Linked DNA regions of Arachis hypogaea: region 2 is linked to region 1. A link is a contact called in public Hi-C data. All regions are on one chromosome and are shown on one strand. Each heading gives the region's core, a stretch centred on a gene start, on an enhancer-like site or on the middle of the called end of the contact. The rest is flanking DNA. Distances are from core to core; before and after follow the strand shown.

Region 1 (4,315 bases), core at 1,733-4,232:
TTACGGAGGAGAAAATCAAGCGCTTGCAGAATAGATCAAAACGTTTAACTAATCGAATAGAACAAATTGAACCCTCCGGATGGAAGGAGTTTATGCAGGTTAGCAATGTCATACATGAAACCAGAGCATTGGACAAAAACACGCAGGTCATATTTCCACTTGGGGAAACTGCAGCAGCAATCCGAGGAGAAAACGAGCTTTGGCTTGCAATGGTTCTTCGCAGCAAAATTCTTCTAGAGCTAAAACCTCCACAACTTGCTGCAGTTTGTGCAAGCTTGGTCTCTGAGGGTATCAAACTCCGACCATGGAAGAATAACAGTTACATTTACGAGCCAACCACAACAGTTATGAATGTCATAAAGTTATTGGATGAACAAAGAAGTGCCCTGTTGACCATTCAGGAGAAACATGGGGTGATGATACCTTGCTGTTTGGATAGCCAGTTTTGCGGTATGGTTGAAGCATGGGCTTCTGGGTTGACTTGGAGAGAGATAATGATGGATTGTGCAATGGACGAAGGCGATCTTGCTCGCCTCCTACGTAGGACTATTGATCTGCTAGCTCAGATTCCAAAATTGGCAGACATTGATCCTTTGTTGCAGCGCAATGCAAAGGCTGCATATGATGCCATGGACCGGCCGCCAATTAGTGAGCTTGCCGGGTAGTCTGTCTGTCTCTTGCTTCTTTTCTGGTGTATCATTCATTTGTAAATATTGTATGATTATTGATTAATTCCAAAGATTATTCTTATGATATCAATATAGATTCATAAGTGTACAAGTTAGTTTTGATCAATGGGAAGTCAACTAGGATTCGAGACGAACTTTATTTAAAGCGCAGGAAGTTCGAAAGGTTAGCAGTCAATTTGATTGGTAGGGGACTAAATCTCTAAAATAGTCCTTTAAAATTCACGGTTTTTATCATTTTAGTCTTTTAAATTTAAAATTTACTATACTTATATTCGAGATCAAGCTCTAGGCACTATTTATTTTTAAACTCTCTCTAGCAGTGAATAATGATACTTTGAAATTCAAATTAAAACATTTTTTGTTAATACAATTTTTTTTTAAATACGACATCTTTTGATTATATTAAATACAAAAATATCAAATATTTTAACTTTAAATTTTTTGTAGAATAATCTCTAATAATTTTATTGAATATTATTGAGTGGCTATATATATATATTAGAAATACATACATAAGAATCTAATGAATAAATTTATTATTACTTCTGTCCAAAAAATACAAAAAAATTATGGTACAGTATTATTGTGCAATTCATAATAATAATAATAATAATAATAATAATAATAATAATAATAATAATAATAATAATAATAATTTTTTGGGATTAAAATGTCCGTTTTTTAAATTTTTAAAGACTGATTTGGGTAATTACTCTGCTGGAAAATGAATTAAGGATTGATTTATTTGTCGGAGTAAAACCTTGGAGATTGATCTGTGTTTTAATTTTTCTTAGCGACTAAAATGTCCGCTTTTAAAATCTTTGGAGACTAATTTGGGTAATTACTCTATAAATTATTATTCACTCCTCACGTACCTATGTTCCCATATTCAGAGAATTCCATGCATACATGATATCAAGATCCAATGCATACATGATATTCAGAGAATTCCAATGCATAACTGCCTCACTTTTTTCATCATCATCCTCATCCTCCTCCTCGTCACCGGCTTCGTAGGTAGCTTCAAACTGACTTTGTAGGTAGTTTCGAAGTCTTCTTTGTTATCACTGTTCATTTCTTTGTACACTTCAACTCTATCATCTTGTACGTCTGAGTCATGTTGAATCTCATCCGTAGCTATATGTTCAAACTCAACATACAACTCAATCTTTGGGTGTTGTACCTGAATCTGCTGGTGAATATGAAACATATGTTGAATACTTGTTTCGTCAATGATTAGCATAATATCAAACTATATTAGGCCGCCAAATACGATAACAAAATTCCTGTAGAGAATATTGTTTATCCTCTTTAAAATATTACTTTCTATATTTTGACAAAGACCATACTGTAGTTCTGCAAATGTCATAATGCATGGAACCACAAATGAAAATGAATTTTCACACACAAAACTCACCACCTCATTTGTATTTTTTATAATCTCACCATTGTAGTACACCATTCTATTTGTAGTACCCTCTATTACATCAACAATACTTTTTTTATAATCTCACCATTATAGTACTTTTTTTATAATCTCACCATTGTAGTACACCATTCTATTTGACGATAAGGATGTTAGCCGAAGTCTCAACACTCACTCGTCAAAACACATCATGCTAGGAAGAGGTATCCACACCCTTATAAGGCATGTTTCATTCTACTCCCCAACTGATGTGGGCCTTACAGATCACGCATCCTACATGTTTAACTCAACATGTTTCCTATGTGTTGGAACTGCTCCACCTGCAACATCCACTCACCTGCAATTATACCAAATAGGTTTATTTTCAGAAAAACATCCAAAATATTTCTATATAAAAAAATGAGCCGATATTTTAATATTTTTTAATTATATAAAATATTTAAATATTTTTTAGTTTAATAAATAATAATATATATTATTTTTAAACTTATTTTAAGAATAAGAATAGACACGCTCATACGTGATAGTATTTAAGTATATTCAAACGTATTCGAAGAAATTTTTTTATTTTTTATTACGATACAATTGGTCACTAAAAATATGTGTGTCTAACGAATGTTAATGAATATCATGTTCGATACAACATAATATTTATTTTTCATAATAAATTGTAGATATTTAAATTTTTATAATTTTTATATTTATAAATATAAAATTAATTATTTGACCTTTTTAATAATTAGGCAATAATATTTAGACCTATGGCAAACATATAGTATTTTACCAAACAAATACTAGTTAAACAAATTAATTATTTTAGTATATAGTTATTACTTATTACTTCTTAGAGATATTAGATTAGAGATCATCGAAAAGCAAATACAACAATATTAAACATTTAACACACTAATTAATTTAGTTCATGTGGCAGTAACATGACGAGACACAAAACAAATCACTCTCGGACACGATTATTCCCCTCCAAAAATTTCTCCTTTTATATTTTTTCACCTCTGTTTCCTTCTCCTTCTTGATCTTCCACCTTTCTCTCTAACCTCCAAACTTTTCTCTCTTTTCTCTTCTTCACTTCAAAACCCCTCAACCCCATTTCCACATTCCACTCTTACCCCAAAAACTCTCCACACCAAAACAAAAATTAAACCAATTTTCTTTGTTCTTCGGTACAAGAGAATCTAATCATGGCTCTGTCACGCATAGCATCATCATCTCATGCATCCAACCTCCTTAAACCCCTCTCCACCGCCTTATCCATCCGCCGCCTTATCTCCTCCGACTCCACCGTTCCCCTCACCATCGAAACCTCTCTTCCATTCATCTCCCATAAATGCGACGCGCCCCCACGCGCCGTCGACACCTCCGCCTCGGAGCTCTTCTCCTTCTTCCGGGACATGGCCACCATGCGCCGCATGGAGATCGCCGCCGACTCACTCTACAAGGCCAAGCTCATCCGCGGCTTCTGCCACCTTTACGACGGTCAGGAGGCTGTGGCCATCGGCATGGAGGCCGCCATCACCAAGAAAGACGCCATCATCACCGCCTACCGCGACCACTGCACCTTTATTGGCCGCGGAGGCACGCTCCTCGAGGTCTTCGGCGAGCTCATGGGCCGCATCTGCGGCGGCTCCAAGGGCAAGGGCGGCTCCATGCACTTCTACCGCAAGCAGACCAATTTTTTCGGTGGCCATGGCATCGTCGGAGCTCAGGTGCATTTTAGTTAACTAAGAGTTAGTTACAGTTAGTTCAAATTTGTTATGATCTAGTTAAGAATTCGTTGAGTTAGTTGAGGAATTAAGTAAGTAGTTAGTCGTACTTGTTAGCAAGTTTTCCATGCTGGATTAGGCCCACTCAATTTTAATTTGTTATGAAGCATATCCTATGATTGTTAGTGGGTCAAGGCCACTGCATATTTCCAATAAATCAAATCTTACACTTCAAGTCCTTGACCCTGATAAGAGATGAAGTAGGCCTAACCAAGTCTATTTGTTAGATTTAGTTAAGAGTACAGCTGGAGGGTCTAATGGTTAGCTTACTAGTCAGTTTAAGCAAGTGTCAGTTCATATCCCGCCTTGTACATGCTACAACCCATTGGCAAACCCTTAAATGAGCTCCGATAGGCGATAGTTTAGTTCTTGGCTTGCTGGACTGGCGGATACCATAGAAACCAAAGATTTAGTTAAAA
Region 2 (3,901 bases), core at 89-2,588, 180 kb after region 1:
GTTTCTTGCATATCTTCATCTTTAGATTTGCCTTTTCTCGAGTATGATGGTGCTTCAATAGGGGTAGGAGTTGGTTTTGATGATGACTTTGGATTTCCTCCCTTTGGTGGCCCCTTTCTAGAAGGAATCGGTGGAGGCGGCGGTGGCGGGGCTTGGCTCTTTCTACCAGTAATTGGTGGAAGAGGAGGAGGTTGTGGTGGAGGTGCTTGGCTCTTTCTTTCTGGTACTGGTGGAGGACATGGTGGTGGCACTGCTTGGCTCTTTGGAATTGGTGGCGGAGGTGGTGGAGGTGGCGGCAGTGTAGGTGCTGAACTTTTTCTATCTTGGATTCTTGGAGTGGAAGGTGAAAGTGGTGTAGGAGTTGATGATGAAGAAATGGAGGGTGGTTTTGGTTGTGAATGGCTAACAAAATCAAGTTTATCAAAACCATTAATTGGAGGAGGAGGATGAGGTGGTGGAATCTTCATAATAGTGTATGGTTCTACAGGAAATATATTCAAATGTGAAGAATTTGAAGATAACCCTCTTAGCAAAGGAGTTTCTTGAACATTAGATTCAGGTTGTGTCCTTTGATCATAATATCCTTCGTGATCGTTTTCTTTGTTTTTGTGACTTTTACCCAATACCTCTTTTGAGTTCTTACCATCTTGAAGCCTTTTCCAAAATACAACATCCAAACCATTCTCATCAACAATCAGCCCTTTTATGTTACCTTCCATTCTCTCATACACACTCACCTGAGGTTGAGGTTGAGGCTGAGGCAGAGGCACCACAACATTCCTATGATCTCTATGTGTTGCAGAAGAAGCCATGGTTGTTGTAGTAGTGTTGGTTATGTCAATTCTCTTCTTTGCTCTGAAGCACCTTAGACCTAAGAAGAACACAATTCCACAAACAGCTAGTGTGCATGCTGCAGTTGCAGCTACAGCCTTTGCTACTTTACTGTTTGATGATGGTGATGGAGATGGCGGTGATTCTTCCGGATTTATTGTTGGTAATGATGGTTCTTCTGCTGTTTCAATTGGATAGAAAGTTTCAATGTTCTGAGGATTAAAATTGGTTTGGGAATAACATGTTTGTATCAAAAAAATATGTGAAACAAAGAGAAGGCTCAGAAGAAGCACAGCATTCTTCAGAGCCATAACATTAGAGAATGAAGCATGGATTAGATTACATTCATCACACGGTTTTCTAAATCCTAAGACAAGAAATTTTAATGCACTTTTTCTTCTTCTTCTTCTTCTTCTTCTGTTCTTTCCCTTGATTATAATTGAAAGTTTGTCCATTTTCTTGTTATATTGGTTTTGTTAGTGTGTGAAAGTTTCAAAAGAAGTAAGCTGATAAATGTCGTTAGTTGGTAGTTTCCAATTTCATTAAACCATGCAATGACCAACATGACCCTGGATCTTAGAAATGCGTAAATGGCGTAGTTGAGGGGTATTTTAGTACTTTTGTGGCAGGATTTGGTCAAACTACAAAAGGATATGTGAATTAAGTAGTATTTGAAAGAGACTTGTCACTTGTGCACTATTCCACTGACTATGTCAAACATGTTAATATTGCATGCGGGGTTTGAGGTGGCACTAGAATAATGATCCAAATCCAAAAGCTTTTTTTCTTTTTTGAGTCAAATGCCATTAATTTATCATCATGGCACAGTTATCCTATCTTTGACTTTGCCTTAATATACTACCAATTATAATTAAAGGTATCTTATTTATATACATTAACTTGCGAGTTATTCTGATTTATATATTGTTGAATGAATTAGACCGTGAATATTTAAAAAAAGATAAAGAAAAATAAATTATTAATCGGTTCCGCTACATTGCCAACAGCATATTTGTCAACTTCTACCAACTCTTATTTATAATTGTATTTTTATGGAAGTGTGTTCATAGATGTGTCTAATAAAAATGTCTTTTTTATAACTGTGTTTAATAGAAGTGTCTTTATAGATATATTTTCTGGATGTGTCTCTTTATAAATGTATTTAAAATATATTAATTATTAGACACATCTACGAATACACTTCCATAAAACACAAATATAAATAAAAATTAACAGAAATTAGTAGATAATATGTTGGTAACCTATACTTTTCCATTATTAATTAACATAGCATACTATTTAGTAGCAAATAATATGCGAGTTAAAACTAAAAATGGTGTCTCATATATTATTTTAATGATTAATGAAAAGTTAGATTAGTTGCTTCTAGAAGCTAAAAAGGCACAAGAAGAAAGGGAGAAGTTCCATTACAGAAATTTGTGGTGAAGGATTTGGTTGACTTGATGGTCATGCTGACGCCAACCTATATAGTAAGGATCCAAGATGTTTTGTTTGAACTTTGAAAGACAAATGCTCTTGTGGAGACATCATTAAGTGTAGATAATATTGTAAATTGTTAAATTATTTAATATATTTAATTTAAATATATTTTATTAAATAATTTAAATATTCGTAATGTTATTTTTATGTAAAGACAGTTTTATGAAAGTATATCTACTTTTTTAAAATGGATAAAGATATTAAAAATATTTTTTAAAATATTTTTTAAAAATTAAAATTTAATTATTTAATACATATAATTAATTAAACTGTATTATTTTTATTAAAATTAAATCGAATAAATCAGTTTAGCTAAAAAATTAACAAATTAAATTTTAAACTGATTTAAATTAATATTTTTTATAAAAATAACTATAATATTTTTATTATAAAAAATAACTAAAATATTAATATTATATATATATATATTAATTTTGAAGATTGTAAATTCTAATCCTATGACGATAGAAAAGAAAAAAATAAAATTTAGAATTTTTAAAATTAATATATATAATAAAAATATTTTAGTTATTTTTTATAATAGGTATATTGTAGTCATTTTTTATGAAAAATAATATTAATTTAAATCGATTCAAAATTTAATTCACTACTTTTTAATTAAATTAATTTATCTGATCTAATTTTAATAAAAATAATACGATTTAATTGATTATATATATTAAATTTTAATTATTAAAAAATATCTTTAAAAATATATTTTAAACGTTTTTATCAAGTAACTCCCTTTTAAAATGGCCTATTTGTATGGTGTAGTAGTTGGAAACTAATATACATACATAGTGTTGTATCTTCACATATATATGAATCAATTCTCTTTCTCATAGGATTAACGTGAGATTATTATTTACATTAAGTCACTGTTGGTTACTATGCAGGAGTTATTAAAAAAATATATAAAAAAATAGCTACTCATATGTTGTTAATATTTTACAACGAAATTTTATTTTGTAATAATTATTTATTTATATACAAATTTTTTTATTTTTTTTATGATATATTACTATTTATTTTTTTTAATTTTCACTTTTATTTAGAAATAAAAAAATAAGATAAATACTGTAAAATCAATTTGTAACTCAATTACTTAATTATTTATGTGATTATCAAGCAGCTGAATACATACTTATTCTCTAATTTACAAAACTTAACAAATATATTGATAAGAATATTAGTTTAACCTTTTATTTAACATATTTATTTATGTTATATCTGTAATCATATTATATCTATTTTTACGTATATATTTTTTTTAAAAATATTCTTAATATTTTTTAATGGTATATTAAATTAAAATCTTAAAATTAATTGTAACATATGATAAAAATAAAAATTAAACTAAATAGATATTACAAAAATAAACACATGCACAACTCATTTAACTCAACTCCAAATATAATCACAGTAAAAAATTTTCTAACTCATCCATTTAATTAACTACTTTACCAACTTTCATAAATCTACCTAGCAATTTTTCTCTTTTCCTGACCAAGATCATAAAACTCATTATAATTTGGGTCTAACTGCTACCTATTACAATCAAGTTACAAGT

Evidence for each region. Hi-C and Micro-C count contacts between places; a contact is called where the count stands out from the background.
Region 2: a contact with region 1 is called in a Hi-C map of leaf, with 4 times the contacts expected there. The contact joins the promoter of LOC112801021 here to the promoter of LOC112801018 in region 1. A contact is called at or near these places in 2 of 8 Hi-C or Micro-C datasets (leaf and an unstated tissue).

What each region holds. Positions count from the first base shown.
Region 1 is chr5:26,736,020-26,740,334 of arahy.Tifrunner.gnm2.J5K5, forward strand. It overlaps LOC112801018 (pyruvate dehydrogenase E1 component subunit alpha, mitochondrial), which reads left to right and starts at 2,983. Exons shown (of 9, transcript XM_025843515.3): 1 at 2,983-3,839. The coding sequence starts at 3,315. It overlaps LOC112801017 (DExH-box ATP-dependent RNA helicase DExH15 chloroplastic), which reads left to right. Exons shown (of 8, transcript XM_025843514.2): 8 at 1-834. The coding sequence ends at 665.
Region 2 is chr5:26,919,018-26,922,918 of arahy.Tifrunner.gnm2.J5K5, forward strand. It overlaps LOC112801021 (formin-like protein 4), which reads right to left and starts at 1,339. Exons shown (of 2, transcript XM_025843519.3): 1 at 1-1,339. The coding sequence starts at 1,286.